Linked DNA regions of Mus musculus: region 1 is linked to region 2. Evidence: chromatin contacts called from public promoter capture Hi-C data. All regions are on one chromosome and are shown on one strand. Each heading gives the region's core, a stretch centred on a gene start, on an enhancer-like site or on the middle of the called end of the contact. The rest is flanking DNA. Distances are from core to core; before and after follow the strand shown.

Region 1 (3,522 bases), core at 546-3,045, 210 kb before region 2:
CCAGATTTGATGGAGGCATTTTCTTAATTGTGTCTCCCTCATGCAGAATAACTCTAGGGTATGTCAAGTTGACAAACAAAACCCCAAACCCCATGCAAGGGGAAAATGTTCCCTCCTCACAGACACAGAGTGGCTATCATCCATGTTGAGTGTAGACTGCTCAGTGGGGATGGGCTGGGGTCCCCTGTGCTTCATACACCCATGAATTGTCATTGGGAGCTTGTGAGGAGGGAGAGATAGATATTATTCATATATTTCCTCCAGTGAGGAATTTTGAGCAACATGGCTCCATCTTGGGGTGCAGCTGAAGGAACTGCACCCAGATGAGCTCATACCAGGAAGCTTTTCCCTTCTAACACAAGCCAAATGTCATATTTCGAGCAACTCCTCAGAGGCCCAGGACTTCTGAAGGCTTCCACATTGCCCCCCGCACCCCCACGTCTACCCTTGAGCTTGTGACAATCTGTCAGGATAAAAACTATTCCGAACAGACTCATGAGCCCCTCCCCTTGGCTGTCAGACTATGGAGATAATGCACCCCACGATTCTGGGATATTGATATTCCCAGGGGTTTCACACTGGGAAAAGAACAAAGCTGACTCCTAGAGCTGACCCAAGGAGGAGCTTGCATCCTAGGAAGAGATTCTGCACGGTCCTCATAGTTTATCAGACCACCTTGCAGAAGAGACTAGACGCAGACAATGATGGTAGGCGGGGCCCCGCTTGGACCAGGACTGCCTGGCTATGCACACTTCTTCCCCTTTATGTCAGCCTAAATATCTTGTTAGGACACAGAAGATGGCCTTGAGTAGGAAGCAGTCCCTGGGCCTCTGCGTTCACCTTCCCAACATGGCTATGTTGAATAAACTTCCTATTTTCTCCTCTCTGCGTGTTGCTTGTCTTTAATTGGCTTGTCGAGGACAGTTTGCTGAGCTTGGCTTGTTGGGGGGGCTGCCAGGGCCCAGACCTTAACTTGAGTAACAAGCCCACAGGGAAGCCTTGCAGCTGGGAAGCTGGGGTTGGAATGCAGAAGGACTCCCAGTTGCTCGGAAGAGCTTGAAGGGCAGGGCTGAAGAGCAGGGTGAGCGAGGCCTAAACGCTAATTCTGCCAGTTGCTATGATCAAGGTTGTGATGTTGGAAGCCCATGCGGTGGTTCTCAACCTTCCTAGCGCCGTGGCCTTTCTATTTCGTTCTTCACATTGTGGTCATCCCCAACCTTAAGATTGCTTTGTTGATGCTTAACTTAAATTTTCATAACTGTAATGTTGCTACTGCTATGAACCGTAATGGAATATATCTGCTATGCAGGATATCTGCAATGCGACTTCCCCTCCCCCCATAGCCTGGGAACTGCTACCATAGGGGTTGGGTTGCTTCTGTCCGCTAGGGAGAGCTGAGGGAAAGTCTCCCTCAACAGCAGGCTCACAGATTTACAGTTCCTGGGAAAGTGTCATCCTGCAGTCCTCAGCTGCCCTGCCAGTGAGTGTCCACCCTGGGTCCCCACAGAAGAGCCTGAGAGGATGAGGAGATCAGGACCCTGGTTCCAGGATGGGCACCTTTCCTTCATCCCCATGGGAACAGCTCTGGCCGGCAACTCTTCCTCCCCCACCCCAAGACATAGAACTTGATGATAAAGAGTCTAAGCTCCCTCCTCCATGCACACTCAGAAAGCCCGGCAGGCAGCTGCCCCATCCCCCGCCCCGCCCCGCCTCCCCCCACTCATCCACATCCTGTGTCCCAGGGTGGGATTAGTGACGAAGGCTGTGGTCTGGCATCCTGCCAGCAATCTGTCCTTCCGCGGCTGCTCTCAGGTTTCCATGTAGAGTCAGCACAGGCGCAGTTGGCCTGAGATGGCTGGCTTCTTGGAGAGCCTGCAGCCAGCCTGCCGTCAGCATCCCAGACCTTTCAACGGGTCCGTTCGGTGCTTTATCCACAGAGCCAGGGCTCTGTAGAACGCTTCTAGGTTTCCTACGCGAGCAACATACAGGCTGTTTAGCGCTTCCGGATCAAGGGGGGAATGGGGAGAGCCGAGATCCATGTCTTATGCCGGGCTGCTGGAGAAAGCTTCCGATTTACTGTGACGTTAGTCTATACGTTCTTGGAATTTCTTTACCGGTTGGTGGGGTATCCCTTTTTTTTTTTTAATTTGTTTGAGGATTATTCGTTTTTGCATCTATTGAAGACATTTGTCCTTAAAATTTTTTTTTTTTTTTTTAATTCTGGGGCTGGGGCTGTAGCTCCGTTGGTAGAATACTCGTCTAGCACACACAAAGCCCCAAGTTCCACCCACAGCATGGCATAAAACCAGGTAGGGTCCCAGCACCGACCAGGAGTTCAAAGTCCTTCTTGGTTATAGAGCAGAGTCAAAGCTATCTTGGGTTGCTTGAGATCCTCACAAAGTTATAGATTCTGTGTGATGGCTTAGATGGTTATATATCCATAACCCTAGAATTCTTTCTTTCCTTTTTCAAGACAGGGGTTTTCTATGTAGCCCTGACTGTCCTGGAACTCACTCTGTAGACCAGGCTAGCCTTGAACTCTATCTGCCTGTCCAGGACAGCCAAGGTTACAAGAGAAACCCTGTCTTGGAAAAACCAGAGGGCGGGGGTACTCTATTTTGATTTCTTGGGATAGGGTCACATGTAGTTCAGGTTGACTTTGATTTCCAGATAGCACCCCCACACCCCGCCTCTTCTTTATCTATTTTATTGCAGAGCCTATAATGCCTACTTGATGGTCAGGGTTTAGCTGAGCCAAGTTGAGCCAGATAAAGACTTTCATTAGCCTGGGCTCTCCTCTGAGCGGAGCCTCATGTCCTCAGTCAGCCCTCCCCAGCCCTGGCACAGAAGGGCTGAGCTGGCTGTGTGGCTGAGGAGGTCGCTACACTGGATTCTTCACCTTTCGACTGAGCGGATTCCTGGAATCTAAGAGCATGAAAACTCATAACCCTGCGGGACTCCCAGCTCTGTTTCTGAATTCTAGGCCCCATCTTACCCTCTGCCACTGCACTGCTTAAAACCCGGGGATGGGGAAGGAGATGCCCCACAAGGGAACCCCCAGACCTCCGTCTACCTGACAGCCTGTGTGTCTTCACACCCGGTTAGCTCTTCATCCAAAGCCTTCGTTTTGTCTCCTACATGGGATGAGCCTTGCTCAGATCTGGAGTTTCTGGGCTTTGCTTGATTTTCTTTGGACCTCCATCCTTGTACCCTTTCTTACACTGGCCTTTCTTAGTGGCCCCAGAGAAATGTGGCATTTAAAGTTTGTTTGTTTGTTTGTTTGTTTTTTGAGACAGGATTTTACTAGGGTAAGCTTGACTGACCTAGAACTCATTAGATAGATCAGGCTGGCCACAAACACATAGGGATCTGTCTGTTTCTTTTCTTTTTTTTTAGATTTATTTTATTTATATGAGCACTTTGTAGCTGTCTCTAGACACACCAGAAGAGGGCATCGGATCCCATTACAGATGGTTGTGAGCCACCATATGGTTGCTGGGAATTGAACTCAGGACCTCTAGA
Region 2 (3,449 bases), core at 262-2,761:
CTTACCTATCTTGGCAGCTTTGGTGCCCTGGCCATTGGCTGAAGTAGTTCCCATGGGCATCCCCAGTCTCAGGTGGGCCCAGTAGGTTAGCCCAGGCTATGTCCATGAAGGGAACCAGAGCCTGGATGCTGTGATGTGGGAACCAGAACCCCTTACCTGCACAGGCTTGGGTGAGAGAAAACACTGGTTCTCCCCAGCTGGTGCCTCCCTGAGCCCCTTACCCTCGAAAGCAGCAAAGAGCCAGGCAGGTTCCAGCATCCCATGGGGTTCAAGAGCCTGCAGTGAAAGAGGAAGAAGTCTGTTCTGGCAGAATCCCTCCGTGTCAACGAGGCACCTGTGGAGGAGACAGAGATGCTTGGGCTTCAGTGTGAGCTTTGACTCTGCCTCTTGTCAGCTGTATGCCCCTGAGGTGCTTTCTCAACATCTCTGAGCCTGGTTGTCTGTCAGCAGAGTCCAAAGGAACCACTCAGTGCCATGGCAAGAAGTTAAGTTCAGAGTATCGAGTGCTCGGCTCCCTTTTCCTTGAGGTTCCATTGAGGTCTCAGAAGTCAAAGGTGACCCCAAAATGTGGGTGGCAGCAGTTGGGCCTGGAGGGGTGGCTCTTGGGGGAGGGGTCTGCTTTTCCGGATACTCAAGGGTATTCTCTATTCAGTGAAGAAGCTCCATCCTGACTGTCCCCTGGGAGGAATGCTGGGTTGCCACATGCTCCCACAGGACTTTCCGAGGTTGTCCAAGCAATGGGGAAATGTAGACCCACAAGTGTGAGGATGGAGTCAGGTACCCGCAGGTCAGCCATGAAATGGGGGTGAAGTCAGAACTAGGGGTGTGATGGGGAGAATGAGACATGGGGTGAAGGTTTAAACCCAGGTCTAGCAGGCTGGGAAAACGCAAACCAAGTCTGTCCCTGCCCTTGACTGCCTGCCTCAGGGGTGGCTAGCAGAATAGATCTCCCAGCCAGAGCTGGGGAGATGCACAGGGTGGGTGGGGCAGAGTGTCGCGGGCTGCACGGGGCAGGGATCTGTCCACCCGTAAGGAGAGGCTGCATCCCTGCAGGCAGTTGCTGGTGCCTGGCGTCCTTCGGAGCAGGTACCAAGCTGGGGAGCAGGTGGAAAGGAGATGGGGGAGATTGAGGAGAACCCTCTGGTGGAGGTTGGGAAGCGGGGGGGGGGGTGGGGGTGGGGGTGGGGGGGGCGCGAGGAGGGAAGGGAGAAGAAAAAAACTGGAAAAGGAGGTGGGGGAGACGGAGTGGGGAAGAGAAAAGTAAAAAGCCAAGAAGAAAGTGAAGGATGAGAGGAAAGAAAACGGAGGGTGAGGAGAAAGGCAGGAGAGAAAGAGATGGAGAAAAAACAAAGGCGGAGCAAAAGCAAGGTGGAGAAGAGAAGCGACTGGGACGCGCGGGGAGGGGGGAAGGGAGAGAGAGAGAGAGAGAGAGAGAGAGAGAGAGAGAGAGAGAGAGAGAGAAGAGAGAGAGAAGAGAGAGAGAGAAGCGCAGGCCGAACCGGCGCGGGGCAGCAGAGGGCGCGGCGGCCGAGCTGAACGCGGCGCGGGACGCGCGTGGGGCGCAGCGGGCGGAGCGCGGCCGGAGCCCCGGAGCCCCACGCGCCCGCAGCCTGGCGGACAACTGTTGCGGCGGCGCGCGTGGGCAGCCCCGCGCCCCTGCAGGCGGCTCCCGCGGGCGCCGGCTCCGGGCTACATAGCGAGGAGCGACCGGCGCGGGCACGAGGTGAGCGGGGCGCGGGGCTGCGGGGCTGCTGGGTCCACGCAGTGCTGAGGATCGCGGGCAGGACGGCGTCGGGGGAGCCGGAACGGGGCGAGGTGGTGGTCGCCAGGACCGGGCGACAGCGGGGGACAGCAGCGGGACCAGGCTGGGAGTCGCTGCGGAGCGCGGACGGCTGGGGAGCCAGTGCGCGTGGGGCAGGGCTCTGGAGCCGCGCTGGGAGACGCTTGGATGCCCTGGGTTCCTGTTCGGCGACATCGGGAACCCCGAGGCTCCGCTGCCGCCGCCTCCCAGGGCCCGATCCATAGTAATCCCGCGCCCGGGGCTGGGTGGCCCGGCAGCGGCCTCCGAAAAGCTCATTAGTGCCTACTGTTGTCATAGCAACGAGACCCCAGCGTCTTAGGGTTCTATTTATTCTAATTATTATTATCATTATTAGTATTAGTATTTCTTATCCAGCCAGAGGGGGAAAAGACGAAAGGGGGGCAGCGCATCCTGGCGCCTCCAACTGTTCTCCTTGGAAGGAGCAGCGCCGACTGCCTGATGGGCCAAGCAGAGTCTGATTCTTGACGGGGTCCCCCAGGCTAGGGTCCCCGGGTAGGTGCTGAAGTGGGTATTTACTGCCCCAGTTGTACCCCTGGGGCCATGGAGGGACCGGGAACCGGACTTACATAATTTGTCCCGAGAGTATTTACATTTAAGCATCCTTAACCCCCCCCCCCCCACACACACACACACGACTTTTCTGTTTTCTGGTGCCCTGGATTTAGTGGGTGCTCCTGCCAGGGAACCCCAGCCTGGCATAGGAAGAGAAAAGTGCTTTGCGTGGGAAACTAGAGGGACCTCTCTTGAGGCTGTGTGACCTTGAGCAGGGCTCTCAACTCCTCTGAACCGGTCTCCTCACCTCTAAGATAGAAGGGGGTTGGTTCCCATCAGCAGAGGCTGCTGTAACCCAGGGCGAAGCGAGAAGCCAAGCCCGATCAAGTTGCTATGGGCTGTGTGACCCCAGGCGGGCCTCTGGACCCGAGTCTCAGGATGCTTTCTAAGATGCCTTGGCCACTGACACTCTGAGACTGTGACTTCACGTTGGGCTCCTCCCAGAGCCAGCCAACCCAGAACTTCCCCCCACCCCCCTTTCCATCCCTTTGTTCTCTTGCTTGATCCCAACCGCCCAAAGGTGCCTGGGAACCTTTGAGATTGTCTACCCCTGACCGCTGAAGGGGCTAATTGGAAATGTCCTTTGGAACCAGACTCTGAAACCAGACTTTGGTCCCTGGTATCAACTCAGGCTGGTCAGGGCTGCCCAGAGCCTAGGTTTTCCCCTAATGCTAAGACCTCCCTAAAAAGATCTTTTCTTTCCTCCTGGGCCCATCCTGGTAGAGGTGGAATCTGGAACAGGGCTGGCTAGAAAGTTTTGTTACCCAGCAGCCCCGGAGCCTCTAGGCTCAAGCTAAGCCAAAAGCATCAGATCAGGATTTCCTTTTTAAAATTTGTTTTAGTTTAGTTTTTGTTTTGTTTTGTTTTATTGAAACAATGATTTCACATTGTAAGACAGGATGGCCTAGAACTCATGATGTAGCTCAGAAGAGCTTTAAATTCACTGTGATCCTCCTGCTTCAGCCTCAAAAGGGCTGGGATTACAGACAGGAGCCACCACTGCTGGCCAGCCAGGGTGGGTGGGGGTGGGGTGGGGGTGGGGGAATGATAGCGTTGACTTCACAGTCACTCTGGG

The links. Promoter capture Hi-C pulls out the DNA fragments that hold promoters and counts their contacts.
Region 1: a contact with region 2 is called in a promoter capture Hi-C map of hippocampal neurons, with 2.8 times the contacts expected there. The contact joins the enhancer-like site here to the promoter of Shisal1 in region 2. A contact is called at or near these places in 3 of 39 promoter capture datasets (embryonic stem cells, hippocampal neurons and stem cell-derived epiblast-like cells), 2 of 115 datasets of contacts at active chromatin or transcription factors (both in embryonic stem cells) and 3 of 9 other capture datasets (embryonic stem cells, liver and pancreatic islet).

What each region holds. Positions count from the first base shown.
Region 1 is chr15:84,652,659-84,656,180 of GRCm38.p6, reverse strand. No RefSeq gene overlaps it. Among named protein-coding and RNA genes, the nearest start is that of Prr5, 27 kb to the left of the region's middle. Within about 2 kb of position 1,795, at least 223 of the 459 cell types and tissues checked have an H3K27ac peak or open chromatin away from gene starts, as enhancers often do. A contact at or near this core is called in embryonic stem cells, hippocampal neurons and stem cell-derived epiblast-like cells, where this site is marked.
Region 2 is chr15:84,444,636-84,448,084 of GRCm38.p6, reverse strand. Shisal1 (shisa like 1) reads left to right here and starts at 1,511. Exons shown (of 5, transcript NM_001374162.1): 1 at 1,511-1,723. Gm33830 (a long non-coding RNA gene) reads right to left here and starts at 2,810. Exons shown (of 3, transcript XR_384293.3): 1 at 2,622-2,810; 2 at 222-334.